Regions from separate parts of the Gossypium hirsutum genome. Here region 2 is linked to region 1. The links are chromatin contacts, called in public Hi-C maps. All regions are on one chromosome and are shown on one strand. Each heading gives the region's core, a stretch centred on a gene start, on an enhancer-like site or on the middle of the called end of the contact. The rest is flanking DNA. Distances are from core to core; before and after follow the strand shown. Region 1 has its middle 26 kb from the start of LOC107962826. Region 2 holds the start of LOC107901009 (thermospermine synthase ACAULIS5).

Evidence for each region. Hi-C and Micro-C count contacts between places; a contact is called where the count stands out from the background.
Region 2: a contact with region 1 is called in a Hi-C map of leaf, with 4 times the contacts expected there. The contact joins the promoter of LOC107901009 here to the enhancer-like site in region 1. A contact is called at or near these places in 4 of 34 Hi-C or Micro-C datasets (hypocotyl and leaf).

Annotation. Positions count from the first base shown.
Region 1 is chrD06:17,402,378-17,406,443 of Gossypium_hirsutum_v2.1, reverse strand. No RefSeq gene overlaps it. Among protein-coding and RNA genes, the nearest start is that of LOC107962826, 26 kb to the left of the region's middle. Within about 2 kb of position 2,058, at least 1 of the 9 cell types and tissues checked has an H3K27ac peak or open chromatin away from gene starts, as enhancers often do. A contact at or near this core is called in leaf, where this site is marked.
Region 2 is chrD06:17,704,240-17,708,447 of Gossypium_hirsutum_v2.1, reverse strand. It overlaps LOC107901009 (thermospermine synthase ACAULIS5), which reads right to left and starts at 2,434. Exons shown (of 11, transcript XM_016826827.2): 1 at 2,173-2,434; 2 at 1,973-2,039; 3 at 1,794-1,888; 4 at 1,579-1,681; 5 at 1,395-1,483; 6 at 1,247-1,311; 7 at 1,156-1,244; 8 at 973-1,048; 9 at 830-888; 10 at 587-723; 11 at 190-511. The coding sequence starts at 2,330. The coding sequence ends at 433.

The DNA.
Region 1 (4,066 bases), core at 809-3,308:
AAGCATAACATAACAATACTCCGGTGATTACAATAATTTAGTCACAAAATAAATTACAAGTAATTTGGCTATGTTAGAAGTTTTAACAAATTACGGGGTTAGTGGAACTTTTGACGATGCGAACATACCTTGATCCAAACTAATGAAGATCGCAAGACTCTTAGATTAATTTAAGCGTGCGTGTTGATAACGTATTATAAAACAAGAATAATAGATAAAAGATATATATGAGAATAGGGGGATTTCTATTGCATTCTATTATTTTTCATCATCATCACAACTAGAGGTGGCCCGCCCGAAATATGGGAGGGTTTGGGTAAAAATATAGGCCCAAAATATGAGATTGGGCAAAAAAACGAGGCCCGATTAAAAAACGGGCCGGGCCTCGGGCACCACTTTTTTGGCTCGGGCCCGGCCGGCCCGGCCCGAATAATAAATATTTTTATTTTTTTATTTTATTTAATTTTAAAATACTTTTTTTAATTTTTTTAATTTTAAAATTTTTTTAAAATAATTTTTTAAATTTTAAAATATTTTTAAAATACTTTTTTTAATTTTTATTTTAATTTTTAAAATAAATTTTTGGTATTTATTTAAAAAACGGGCAGGGCCGGGTTGGGCCGGGCCCGGGCTTATAAATTTTTTCCCGGGCCGGGCCTGGGCAAAATTCTAGGCCCATATTTCGGGCCGAGCCGGGCCCAGGCCTAGGACCCGGGCTGAAATTTTTTTCTGGGCCCGGTCCGGCCCATGAACACCTCTAATCACAACTAGTAAATTCCTATATATCTAATACATAAATAGGAAAGGGGTTTTAAGGAGATGAAATGTGAAGAGTTAAGGAATATGAAAGGTGAAAAGTTGATTATAGTGAACATCCACTTAATAGCATTCATAATAAAAACAAGATTTTTTAACTTTAAATTTAATTAATGAATTGGCATTGATTCAAAGCCATTTTTGTTTTCAATAATTTTAAAATATTATCTCTTACCCTAGTTCAAATCCATATAAATCTAGGAAAATTTTATTTATCATATTTCTATAATGGAAAACATGTGCAAAATGTAATTTTATATTTCCATTATTGAAAACAAATTTTTTTCTATTATAAAATGTATTTTCAAATTTTTTAAAAAAAAACATAAAATGAAAACCATTTTTTAAAACATTAAAATAAAAAGTTCATTTTTTTTCTTTTTATTTTAAAAATAATATTTATTTTCTATTTTAAAAATTAAAAACATATTTTGTAAATAAAAAATTTGTTTTCAATAATGAAAACTTGTTTGGTGCTTATTTTCCTATAATAGAAATTGAGAAATAAAATGAAATAATCCCACAGTTATATGAATTTGAGCCAAGGTAACAAGTTTGATATTTAATACTATTGAAATTTTTTTTAATGTTTATATAGGTTTAAAAACTAGACTCAATTCATTTAAACTTTTCAGTTTTACATAAAATAAAGATTAAAAGTATCAAATAGTTTCATTTTTCATTTCCCAAAATTTATTTTTAAAATTTTCAAACAAATAAAATTTTCAATGTTTCCTATTTTTCAAGAAAAAAAAACAAAACAACTGTTATTTACTAAAATCAAACGGAACTAAAAGTTTCACTAAAATTTTCAAAGGTGAAGCCAGCAAGTTTAAACAGAATTCACTCCAATATATTTACTAAAATATCTCTCTTTTAATGTTACTATTTTACATATTTTTAACTTTTAATCTCTTAATTTTAAAAGAATTTCTACATATATTTTACTTTTATAAATACATTTTTTATATATTTGATTAGAAAATCTTAAATTTAGAAAATATTATAACAATATAAATAAAACATTAAGAAACATTTTAACCATGTAAGGGTTGGATGAACAAGGACAAGTTAGAGTTGAAAGCTAATGTATTCAACGGATTCAAGTATATTTAAATGAAATGAAATTCGAGCTGATGAATCCAATCGAATTGGATCATGATGAGGTCTACATGAGTTAGTTCAGAAGCAGAAGACTTGAGAGGCCTGGAAGAAACTGTTTGTATAAGGGGTTAAGCCCATTGGCTTAGGCCCACATTAAGGGCTAGGCCCAATTTTCTAAATTCTTTAAATCTCCACCTCTAAATACCATACTAACAAAAATGCTTTGCTTTAATACAAGGTTTTGGACTTTGAATTTTATGTTATGTTTGAATTTATTTTAATTAATTAATTAGAGTTGAGTTAATTATTTAATCTAAGTTTTTATAATAATTAATTTATTGAAATTATTATAACTTAAATTTTTTTTCTTTTTTAACGCTCCTTGAAAATGAAATTTTAATTTAATATGAATTCTAATTTGAAACAAATATATAGATGAAATTTTAATTTTTTGTTTGAGCAAATTAATTAGCTGTAATTTTGAGAACAAAAAATTAATGACAACCTAAACCATCAATATAGTTGCTTATGCATCAGTTTTTGCTATATCATTTGGTGTACATTGTTTTAATGGAAAATCGAAACAATCAATTCTCTTTTTCCACAGCAGTAAAAATTTTAATTTGTATCGACTTTATCAATTTATTCTATCTAATTATGATCACATCCATCGAAACATTATGCATCAAATGATATATGAATAATATAAAAAATAATATAAAAATATATTTATCATTTATACTAATAATAATAAAAGCTTTAATTTTAACCATTAAAGTTTACTGACTTTAACTTTTAAACAACATAAAAATAAGTAAACAACTTGTATATAGGGAAAAAGAAAAGAAATGAAATGAAAATTTTCTCAAAGCTTCACTTCAACTTTATATTTAGTATAGGATGATTTTATTGTGAAAAATTTTATTGTTTAATGCTTTTTTTTGAATTGTTAAATGATTGATTTTTATTTGTGAAATTTAGTAATGAATATTTTATTTTCATTTATTTGAAATCTATAAATATATATTTTAAAAATGTTAATAAATCTGAAACGATACATCACAACATACTTATATCTATTTATATCAATTCCAATTCTAATAGAAAAAATAAATGTGCCATATATTGGCTATCTTGATAACATCTTATTTTACATATTTGGAACGGGATTGTCAATCGTTCAGATAGATTAAGAGTAGTCTTATAATTCAATTGATATTATTGTTGTTACAACAATGTAAAAGATGTAGGTTTCAATACACGTGTAATATACTCCAATTTAAAATTTTAGAATTTGTGGAGGTTATATGTAATTTAGGAGTCATAAGAAAAAAGTCAAGCATTGTCAACTGTCGGATCTTTTCCAAGTCTTTCTTTATCATTGATTGGAATTATTGGGACCCACATGTTTCCTAATCAGTAAGCAACTGTTAATTTATAATAATTCAGCTTAATTATCAAAATTGTTTAGACACGTTAATAAAAAACATTTTAAAATTTAAAAATAAAAAAAATAGAAAAAAGGTTTTTTTACGCATGTAATACATAATTAATATTTAAATACCTAAATGATATGCCAATCATTATTTATCAAAATGGTATGTTTTGAACAGTGTTGGGGGTGGAGGGAGATAGGGTGGTGGCACCACCAATTTTTTCTATTGCAAACATGGAAGCATCATTAGCATATGATTTGTGTTTTAAAAAATATGTTTAAATGGTGGAGGGAGTAGGATAGACGACACCTGCATTTTGTGTCCATACACGGGTGAAACTGGGGTAAAAATTCGAGTTACATGGGTGAGGGTGTTTTAAAGGCGGAACCTAGTGGAGGGTCCCTGATAGGTGGCACCTAGTGGAGAAGCCTTATTTAAGCAGTGTTTTCTTGAACAGTTTTGAAGATAAGAAAAGAAGAGGAAAAAAATTGTTGTAGTAAAAGAGAAATTATTGAAGAATTTGTAAGGTTAGTATATACCAATTTTATTTTTTTACAATATATTTTTTAGAAATAAAATATTGAGAAATTTAATTATTTTTATAGATTTAGTATTGAAGATGGATAATCAATTTTCCGTATGTGTTTAGTTCAATGAAGTAATTTTGACAACAATAGTTGGATGTATATTTGAATGTCGCCAACAAATTG
Region 2 (4,208 bases), core at 1,185-3,684, 300 kb before region 1:
CCTTTTTGCCAGACGGTTTTGGTACACATCAGCATAAGGGGGACAAAGAAAGTTGGTATAATCGTTGATGTTTTATATAAATCATTGTTCTTAGATTTGGTAGCACATGTTTGATTCACAAAATCAATGAGCTCTGCATTGCAACATGAAAAATAATGATAATAAGGGATGGGAAAGTAAGTGCTTGAGTAGAGGAACTTGTTTAAATTATATAGATAAAAAGCTCTCATGCGATTGTAATCCAAATCTGTGAAACAACCCAAAAGCCAACACATAAATTGTCTTAAAAATTAAAAACCAACTTCTTTCAACAATTGATGACTGATTTCGTTTGAAGCAAAAGTCTTTTTGATGCTATCTTTTAATTGCAACCTTTCCCTTTTTTTCTTTTATTTACAACAAACTTCTCCCCAAGATTAAGGCCTGCAAACCTCAAAGGTGGTTACCCAATCCATGTCCTGGTATAAATCTCGCATTTTCCTCAGTGTAGACATGGGTTTCGTTCAACAGCCTGAAAACAACCAAACCATCTCAATTTGCTTTAAAAATGGCAACAAATTACAATCTAACAAACAGTGGAACTTACGATAGATAAACAGTCTTGTTCATGGTTGCAGAGGAAAGGAATGAAGAGCCATTCAAGTAGAGTAATTCACCATCTACTCTTTCAGCAATCCTCTTGTCAATTTCTTCAGCACCAATGGAGAATGGTTGATCCGAGGCCTATGTTAATGCAAAACAAAGTTAAAACAAAGCGAAAAAGGGATATATATATATATAAGACTTCTACTCCATTCAACTTCACAAATTTGAACATTAATTCTCATACCATAACCCATCCCCATGTATCAGCAAAGGATGGCACATGAGCTGTGTATGCCAACACATCTACATAAGAAAAAAAAAACCATGATTTATTTTTTATTATTCAATCTATTGTATAGAATCTTAAGAGTTGGTTGAGGAACTTACACTTGAAAACCTGCCTGATTGTGTGGTATATAGAGGAAAAGACCTCCTTGTGAGTGAATATTCCAGCTGGGCCAGCCTATAGAATAGAAATTTATCTCTAGTTTTTTATTCTTATGTTTATGACTTACATGTATATATATCCTACACAAGAAGAAAAAGGGGCGGGGGGGGGGGGATACCAACCTGAGTGACAAAAATGCCATTTTCATTGAGTTTGGGCTTAAGAATTTTCTCATAAAATGATTTTGTATAAAGTTGATAGCAAGGCCCCCTTCAACAGGATCTGCTAAATCTCCAACTATGATATCAAATTTCTCAGTCCTCTTCTCCAGTTCAGCCCTTAATATTCATACACAAGTATATAGTAATTAGCTCAAATTCCTTTGAAGCAAATGGACATCAAATAAGCTCAGTATACTTACTTGGCATCATTGATAACAAGGTTAAGCTTTTTGTTGCAAAATGCATCACGGTTCACAGTCAGGTATCTGCGGCAGAAATTGACCACTTCCTGCAGTTGTTAAATTATCAGTGGTGCCCTCCAAACACTAAAAAGAAAAAGTAAATGGAAATATATATTAAAAAAAAGGAGACCAAGAATTTCACCTCATCAATATCACACATTACAACTTCATCAATAAATTTATGCCTGAGTGCTTCCCTTGCTGCAGACCCTTCCCCTCCCCCCATTATAAACACAGTTTTGGGGCTGCAAAATTGGTAAGAACAATATATGTTACTACTTTACAGATAAATGGAAATGGAGTACTCATAGAGACATTGACTAGCCACCAAAAATAATAATAATAAAAAGGACTCACTTCGAGTGGAACAAAAGAGCTGGATGAATTAAGCATTCATGGTAAATAAATTCATCAACTTCGGCACTTTGCATTTTCCCATCAATCACCAATACCTACATATGCAATTATTCAAACAATCGGAGATTAGAAAACTTGAAAAAAGGATGAAACGAAACAATGAATGCCTATAGGTATACCTTGCCAAAACGTTTAGTGTCCAAAAGGGCAATATCTTGATACTCACTAGAACCTTTATACAGTACACTGTTAAGAGAGATACAAAGAGATGAGAGTTGGTTTAAGATACTGAATTATGAGTTAAAGAAAAACCCAAAGTTGTTTGCTTTTATCATGTTTTGAGTAATGTGCATATAATGAAGAAAGATTAGGGTGAAACCTTTTCAAAGCGAAGGACCATTTGAGATCCTCATCAATTTCCTCTTCATACCAAGAATCAAACTGGCGACTCTTATCAACAGGTGGTTGGTTCTTTGTTGTTGCATTACAGATTTTAGAGAAACCATTTGGATAAAAGATCTCAACAGCCTCACCCATTATCGAATAACCTAAAAACAAAAGAGAAAAACTTGAAACAAAACAAGATAAGATAAACAGAAGATTGAGCAAGAGGTGGCAAAGTGTGAGGATGGTAACACCAGGGCTACGTGCTTTTTATAGCACTTTTAACACACTAGAAACCCAAGAATTTTTTATTTTTTTTAAAAGAAAGATATAATCTTGTAGATAATTATGGGTTTTGGCTAACACGGGCAATGATTCTGTCACAGACAGTCCCACGGATTTTCTGTTCCTCACGCCAATTATCATGGTACTACATTGGTTCATGAAAATGGTAACCTCATCAATGGTGACAACCCACCAAAGGTTGTTTCCTAGTGATGTTCTAAGCTGGCATTGGCAGTATAATGAAAATACCAAGAGATATTATTTTTTCTCCTTTTTTGGAGGCCTCCACGGCCATGTGTTGGCATCTAAAGTTAGATTGGGTGAAATTTCCCAGAGATTGACTGTCATTCTAGAATTTTGAAAGGAAAAGCATGCGCATGCATATGATATTATCTACCCCCTATAGGTTTGGCGGATACAATGAAAAAGGATGAAAACCGGGAATATATGTCCGCGTGGGTTATTGTGGGCCCCATATTGTACATGTGGTCTTCCACGATACTGACACGTGGATAAAAGTACATGTGGCACTGTGTTTTTATTTTTTGGTTAGGGAAATGATGGGGTCCACTAAGAAAGGTTTTTCTTTTTGGAAGGGGGTCCACTAAGCGAGTTAAAAAGTAGTGACACTTTGTGTATTTTTGGATTAAATGTTTTCCCTTTTTAGCCAACCTTTTGTCCTTTTCCTCATTCACCAGCACAATACTCAAACCATGAGGGGATTTTTGGGGTCTAATTTTGATTTTAGTCCCTTTTGTTTATGTTGAAATTTACAATTTAATCTCTTTAATTTGATACAGTTTGATTCTTTTATTTTTTTTATGATGTTTGTTAAAACTAAACATCGATAATAACAATATAAAATATCGCAAAACGATAAGAAAGAAAAATAAAACACACAGATTTTACATGGAAATCCTTTCGAGAAAATATCACGAGTAGAGGAGAAAAAAATTCACTAATGTTGAAAATTGAATAATACAGGAAGAGTTCGATTACATCTATTTAAAGGTTGAAAAACCTTATTCTAATCAGTGCCAAATAAAAGAAGTGCAGTTTTATACGGATTCTACTCATGCAACATAGTCCGAGTAATGTTACTGTTATTTTAACAAGATCCCCTAATTTTGCCATTATCTTTTATTTTAACAAGGATTCGGGTCACACAACTCTAACAATGTTATTGTTAGATACATATTTTGATAATTTTATTAATTGTTCCAAATAAAGTAATGGTAGTTTTTCATGAATTTTGTTAATACCATTTACATTGTTATTATCAAAAAGTATTGGACAGAATGATAAAACATATTGTATTTCCAAAGAGTAAATTTAAGTTTAAATGTTAAAATAACATTATTGGGAGAGAGTAGCTACAAGCCCTCGAAAGGTTTAGAAGTCAACTATTAGAGGGTAGTTATCAGTTTGGGTCTACTAATAAATTTATAAAAGTTAAATATGCATCAATCTCTATATTTTAATGAAGTTTGAAATTTAGTCCATATATTTAAAAAATAAAAAATTTAAATCATCTTTTTTGTTCTATTTAGAAACCACAAATCAATATTATTAAATTTTTAGTCAAAATTTACTATCAATACACCCACGCAATCAAATTAACTTCATACACAAACCGTTATGAATTCAATAAACATACATTACAACAAGTAAAATCTGATGACCAAATATTATCGATGTCATTTATTTGACTAGAATTTTTGAACAAAAAAGGTAAAAAATAAAATA